Regions from separate parts of the Mus musculus genome. Here region 1 is linked to region 2. The links are chromatin contacts, called in public HiChIP or PLAC-seq maps. All regions are on one chromosome and are shown on one strand. Each heading gives the region's core, a stretch centred on a gene start, on an enhancer-like site or on the middle of the called end of the contact. The rest is flanking DNA. Distances are from core to core; before and after follow the strand shown. Region 1 has its middle 5.1 kb from the start of Gm19276. Region 2 overlaps Rai14 (retinoic acid induced 14).

Region 1 (2,721 bases), core at 156-2,655, 140 kb after region 2:
CCTAGCCTGTGGGAAGCACAGGTCCCTCCTGAATCCATGTTATTCTGGTGCTGATCTCCCCAGCAGGAGCAACACCAGCTGTGACCTGTAGAGTCTCCAGGTGGAATTACAGTTCAGTTCAGGTGTCCCTTGCAAGAGACCATGGTGCTGTGACCACCTGGAGACAGATTTCAAGGGTTTATGAATTTTTTACCCTTAGATTACAAGGATCAGACCTCCCCACTGCTTCTTCCATGGGCTAGGAGAATTCTATAAAAGACAAAGGTAGCCTGAAGACAATGTTTTGGCAGTTAAAAACAAAACAAAACAAAACAAAACAAAACAAAACAAAACAAAACAAAACAGTTCAGTTCCCACACCAGGCAGCTCACAACAGCTCCAAATTCTGACATATCCAATACTCTCCTCTAGTCTCTATGGGCACCTGCATGCCTGTACACATATCCACACAGACAGACATACCCATCATTTTAGAATTAAATGAATGGAAAAAGAAAAGATATTGCTATAAAGTTGCCTTTTGGTTGCTGCTTCTGTAATTTATAAGGTAGTGATGGATAAATCCCAGAAACAGAGCATCAGTAGACATGAAGATCGATTCAGCAAACCTGTGATGCCTGTTTATAAACGCAGAAGAGTCTGGCTACTGAGATAGGAGGAAAAAATGACCCAGGATGAATGTGGCAGTGTTCCATCCCCACAGTCCTTCTTACTAATGCCAGTGAAAATGCTCCGTCAGAGTAGATGAGGATGAGGGTTGGCGTGAGATATTTGGAGGCTCGTGTTAGGACATGTATCTGAGGGAGATCTTGTGTTAGGGATGCTTACTATGGCTTGCTGTCTAGCAGGGTTCTGTGAGTAACTACATTTAAATGTTCACTCCTCTTCAGGCCCTGCCTGCCTCAGCTGAGGTTCAGCGACTCCCTCATCCTCTGCCGTCATTACTGAGGCAGCTACCCAGCCCAGCAAGCTTAGTTTGCAGCCAGAATCCTCTGTCAGTATCTGTCAAGGTCACAGCACGGGAAACAGAATCCCATCTAGCTGGTTTGTTCGTAGAAGCTTTAACGAAGGACTTCTTTGTAGAGGTCAAGGACTCTCTCTGTGGTCACAGTCAAGGGTTCCCACAGACACTAAGGGCAGAGCAGGCAGAGAGGGGAACATCGGAGCTTAAGGGGTAAAATGTGAAGGGAACCCAGAGACTACAGGAGAGAGACAGGCCCAGTAGCAACCGTGGCTCACCGTACGCAAGGAATGCTTCTGGGTCCCCATCATGCCCTCATGCCCTCAGCCATTCCACCCACAGCTGCAGTCTCACCCTGACAGCTTTCCACCTAAAGGGAGACAAGTGTCTTTCTGATTTATTTCTACAGCCTTCTCCGAGGCTGCACCTGCTCTGTGGTGCTTAGAGGCGCAGCCAGGAATGCTGGGAGAGTCGGTGCCCCCAAGGCAGCCAGGCAGCGGTGGGTTGGGTGTCAGAGTGGGTGGAAAAAATGCTGTCTTCCATCTTTCAGGAGGAAATTCCAAGAGACATTCTGTAATTCCTCAGAGATTCTCCCCATAGGCAAATGCTAGTTGTTCTCTGCTGGGATCTCCATGACAGCTTCTTTGTTTCGCTGAGATAGACTTTTGATATGCAAGTGCAGCCTGGCTTGAATTTAGGGCAAGTCTCTTGCATCAGCCTCCCAAGTCCCAGGTCTTAGGTGTGAACAACTATGGCAATTCAGTTATACTCTTTTGTTTTTTTAAAGTTAATTTTTATTATTTTAAATGATGTGTGTGTGTGTGTGTGTGTGTGTGTGTGTGTGTGTGTGTGCATGCGCACATGAGTGAAGATGCCTGAAGAGGCAGCAGATCCCCTGATGCAGGAGTAACAGACAACTGTGAGTCCCATGGATGCTGGAAACTGAACTCAAGTCCTCTGAGGAGCCGCAAGTGCATTTAACCTCTGAGATGCTTCTCTGGCCCCTCAATTACTCTTTGCACTTCTGTCTCTCTCCTAGCTGACCACCCTGACTCCTCCTGCCTTGGAATCACCTTCCAAATGCATCACTGGACTTTGTCTTTGTCTCAGGCTCTGCTCACTAAGGAGCTCCTCTCAGATGTGGACAAGCATAGCTGCAGTCAGAATAAAAACCTCTGAACAGGAAAGACTAGCGGAAAATGTGACCTATACCCCCTCTCTATTACTCTGCAAACTCTGCTAGGTCCCTCATTGGCTCAATCAGCACAAAGCCACTAGGCAAGGAAGCCTAGGGGACAGGATCTTTCAGAGGAAGGCAGCTCAAGATAGGATTTAAAAAGAAAGATGAGGAAGAAGTTAGATACTTGTAGTTAATATAGGAAACGTTATAATTGTATTATGCTGAAGGTCATCACACAAGGTTCACACTCTAGATCCCTAACTACAAACCTAAGCCTAGCTCCCCAAGGCTGTGACATATCTGAGCTGAAGGTCAGGCCCAGCTTAATAGGAGTCTCTGAGTGAAGGTCAGGATCCTGAAGGAGACTCTCCAGCTGCAGTGTGGATCGAGGTGGTGTCTCTCCAGATTATGCAGAGCAGAGCCTTACTCGTGGTCTCTGTTTATACACTGTCCAATGGGCATCACGGGGTTCTAGGCTGGTGTTTGGTTATCTTGACCAAATGACATCAGTGGGTTTTGATTATCAGGTGTAGCCTTGGGTATAACCAGGCTATTTTTATATGTCTAAAAGGCATTTCTG
Region 2 (2,963 bases), core at 335-2,834:
GCAATGAACAGTAGGCAAGGTTTTATTTAATACAGTTTGAAGATTCCAAATTTACAAATGCTAATGCCCTGTGTAAGCAGATCTATACCTTCACATAGTGCAACATATCCTGTAAGTAAAAACCCAGTTCCAGGCCTGCCATTTATCAAATATGAGACTCATGCCATAAAATTCACTTTCAATCAACATACCTACTTTCCTTCCTTCCTCCCTCCCTTCCTCCCTTCCTTCCTTCCTTCCTTCCTCCCTTCCGTCCGTCCATCCGTCCGTCCTTCCTTCCTCTGTAAAACGCTATCATTAGATGTTCATTACCTGACAGGGTCTGAACATAAATGACAAGGAGTATGCAAACTTGGCACTGTGTCTTGTGCAGGTGGTGAGCTTGTAACAGCACAACAATGTTTCTCCTTGTTGTCATGAGGAGCTGTCACCCCAGGTCTGGGAAATACCCTCATGAGAAAGTGCCTGCTGCACAGCCTTGAGGACATGTGTTTGCATCCCTAGCACCACGTAAAATCCAGACACAGCATTATGCATGAATAACCCCAGCACGGGAATATGGGGAACACAGGAGGAGTTTGGGAGCTCGCTGGTCAATCAACCTCATCAATCAGGCACACTCTGGGTTTAGTGGGAAACCCTGTCTCAAAAATGAATAAATAAGGTGTAGACACTTAATGTCCTAGTCTTCACATGTGTGGGTGTGAGCATGTATGTACGTACACACACACACACACACACACACACACATACACACACACACACACACACACACGGAGGATAAAATTTTTTTAAATGTGGGGGCAGCAGTGAGGGCTCAAAGGAAGGTAAAGAATGCTTTCTGTGGGATCCAAGTTCAATTCCCAGCGCAGACATCAGGTTGCTTACAACCACACTCCAGCCCTAAGGCATCCAACTCTCTATTCACACACACACACACACACACACACACACACACACACACACACACACACATAACATTTTAAAAGAAATATTTACTCTCATTTCTGTGCATTAGGCTGGAACACTCACGGGAATACTGTCATGCCCTTCCCTCCTTCTGAGACACTGAGCGTCATCCACAAGATGAAGGGATGAGGCCTCTTAACTGCATGTACTCAGTGGGAAAAGGCAGGAGCTTAGAAAACCTATTCTAGAACAGAAATGCATTACAGGTTGAATGGTGTAATGTCCAGAATATTTATGTAGACGTGCTAAAACCTCCACATCACAATGTTATCTTACTTAGATTAAGAGGTAGATTTAAGGAAAAAAAGAAGGAAAAGAAAGCCTACATGTTATTGTAGTTTAAAATGAGGTCAATGGAATTGGCCCTAATCCAATACAACTGGCCCTAATCTAATATGTATCCTTATAAAACCTAGGAATGTGGACACATACATGCACACAGAGAGAAAATAAAGCAAAGACGAAGTCTAGAATTGGGGTAACATGGCCACAAGCCCAAGTTCCCAGTAAACACCTAGAATCCTGGAGAGGCATGCAACAGGCTCTCCCACACAGGCCTCTGCACACCAGCCCTACCACAGTTCCAGCCTCTGGACCCAAGAGACAATAAATTCCTGTTGTTTAGGCCACCCAGCTTGTAGCGCCTTGTTATGGCACCTGGCCAATTAACACAAGGTGAGATCAGGCAGCAAGCCGATTCTCTGTTTCAAAAGGGCTGACAAGACCTGGAAAGTATGCAGCCTGAGAAGAGCCTACCCAAGTCCTCTCGGGTCTCCTGTCTCCACCCAACGGTCTCTTCTCTCATACCTTTTAAAGCTACATGTCTACAAAGAGATTAGCTTGAGACTGGCCAAGGCCTGTATAGCTACAGAGTGCAGTTTTAAATACTCCCGGCGTGTGCACACGTTCATACAATGAATGACTCAGGCATCTGTAAGGACTTATTATAAATGACTAAAAACTCCTTGGGAAAAAAAAAAAAAAACACCTTGGCAGCGATGTCAGTTTTCGACCTTCATGTGAACCATTATCTCAACAGGCAACAGATTCGGATCCTGACTGAGCAGGATATGTCTGGTTCCTCAAGATTCAGGGGGTGTGGGCATTTCCTTGGCTCAAGGCTGCAGTCTCCGGGAGCTGCTACATCAAGGTATGCCATCTACTTAGTCTTTTCCAATGCAGTCCCTTTAAACTGGCTGCTCTGATTTTTCTCCACGCTATGTCCGCTGCGAGTTCCTAAGTCTAACAGAACACATACCTGGGAATAAAACTTTCACAAAAGCAAACGCACACCCACAGAGTAAGGGCTAACTCACTCGGCCACTTCTCAAGGCTTGTTCCAAAGGTCTTTCAATCCCATGTCCCATCCTCATAGCCACACCCCAAGTTGGGATGCTTGTCCGGGTTCCTCCAGCCTTACTGTGTCTACTGTCAAGGGCAAATGTTAAGATCCCACATGCTGAGCCTCGGCTCCCCCACAGCCCCAGCTTCATCATTTCCACACATGCCAATCCCCTTGGTTGAAATGCCACCTTTCCAGAGCTCCCAAAACTCTCCGACTCACAGTGTCCCAGAGCATCTGCCACCAGGCTTCCCAGCCTGAGAGTCAGTCCCCACAGCTAGCCCTGGTTTTCTGGCAGAGCCAGCTAGACTCACCTCGAAGGCCCATTTGGCATCCGTGCTCTATGTTTGCTTTGTCCTGAGTATTTGAGGCTCATGTTGACCACTCTCTTCCTCCCTAGGCTCGTCAGCTTCTTGGAGTGGGGGTTGGGGATGTGGGAGACAGATTCCCGGCATAGCCAAGGCTAGCCTTGAACTCCCCAGTCCTAGGTTTATCACAGCCAAGGCTGGCCTTCAACTCCCAGTCCTCTTGCTTCCACTTTCCTTGTGTTGGCCAGGTTTGTACCATCACACTCTTGTTTTCAGACAAAAACAAAACAAACAACCCTCCCCCCTGTAAAAAAAAAAAAACCTCTACAGTTTGCATTACTTGT

What was found. HiChIP or PLAC-seq counts read pairs in DNA pulled down with a chosen protein or histone mark.
Region 1: a contact with region 2 is called in an H3K27ac HiChIP or PLAC-seq map of embryonic stem cells, with 16 read pairs. The contact joins two enhancer-like sites. A contact is called at or near these places in 1 of 15 datasets of contacts at CTCF or cohesin (the NIH/3T3 cell line) and 5 of 115 datasets of contacts at active chromatin or transcription factors (embryonic fibroblasts, embryonic stem cells and pancreatic cancer cells).

What each region holds. Positions count from the first base shown.
Region 1 is chr15:10,822,631-10,825,351 of GRCm38.p6, forward strand. No RefSeq gene overlaps it. Among named protein-coding and RNA genes, the nearest start is that of Gm19276, 5.1 kb to the right of the region's middle. Within about 2 kb of position 1,406, at least 24 of the 459 cell types and tissues checked have an H3K27ac peak or open chromatin away from gene starts, as enhancers often do. A contact at or near this core is called in embryonic stem cells, where this site is marked.
Region 2 is chr15:10,684,222-10,687,184 of GRCm38.p6, forward strand. The region is part of intron 2 of Rai14 (retinoic acid induced 14); the gene reads right to left. Among named protein-coding and RNA genes, the nearest start is that of Gm52214, 23 kb to the right of the region's middle. Within about 2 kb of position 1,585, at least 48 of the 459 cell types and tissues checked have an H3K27ac peak or open chromatin away from gene starts, as enhancers often do. A contact at or near this core is called in embryonic stem cells, where this site is marked.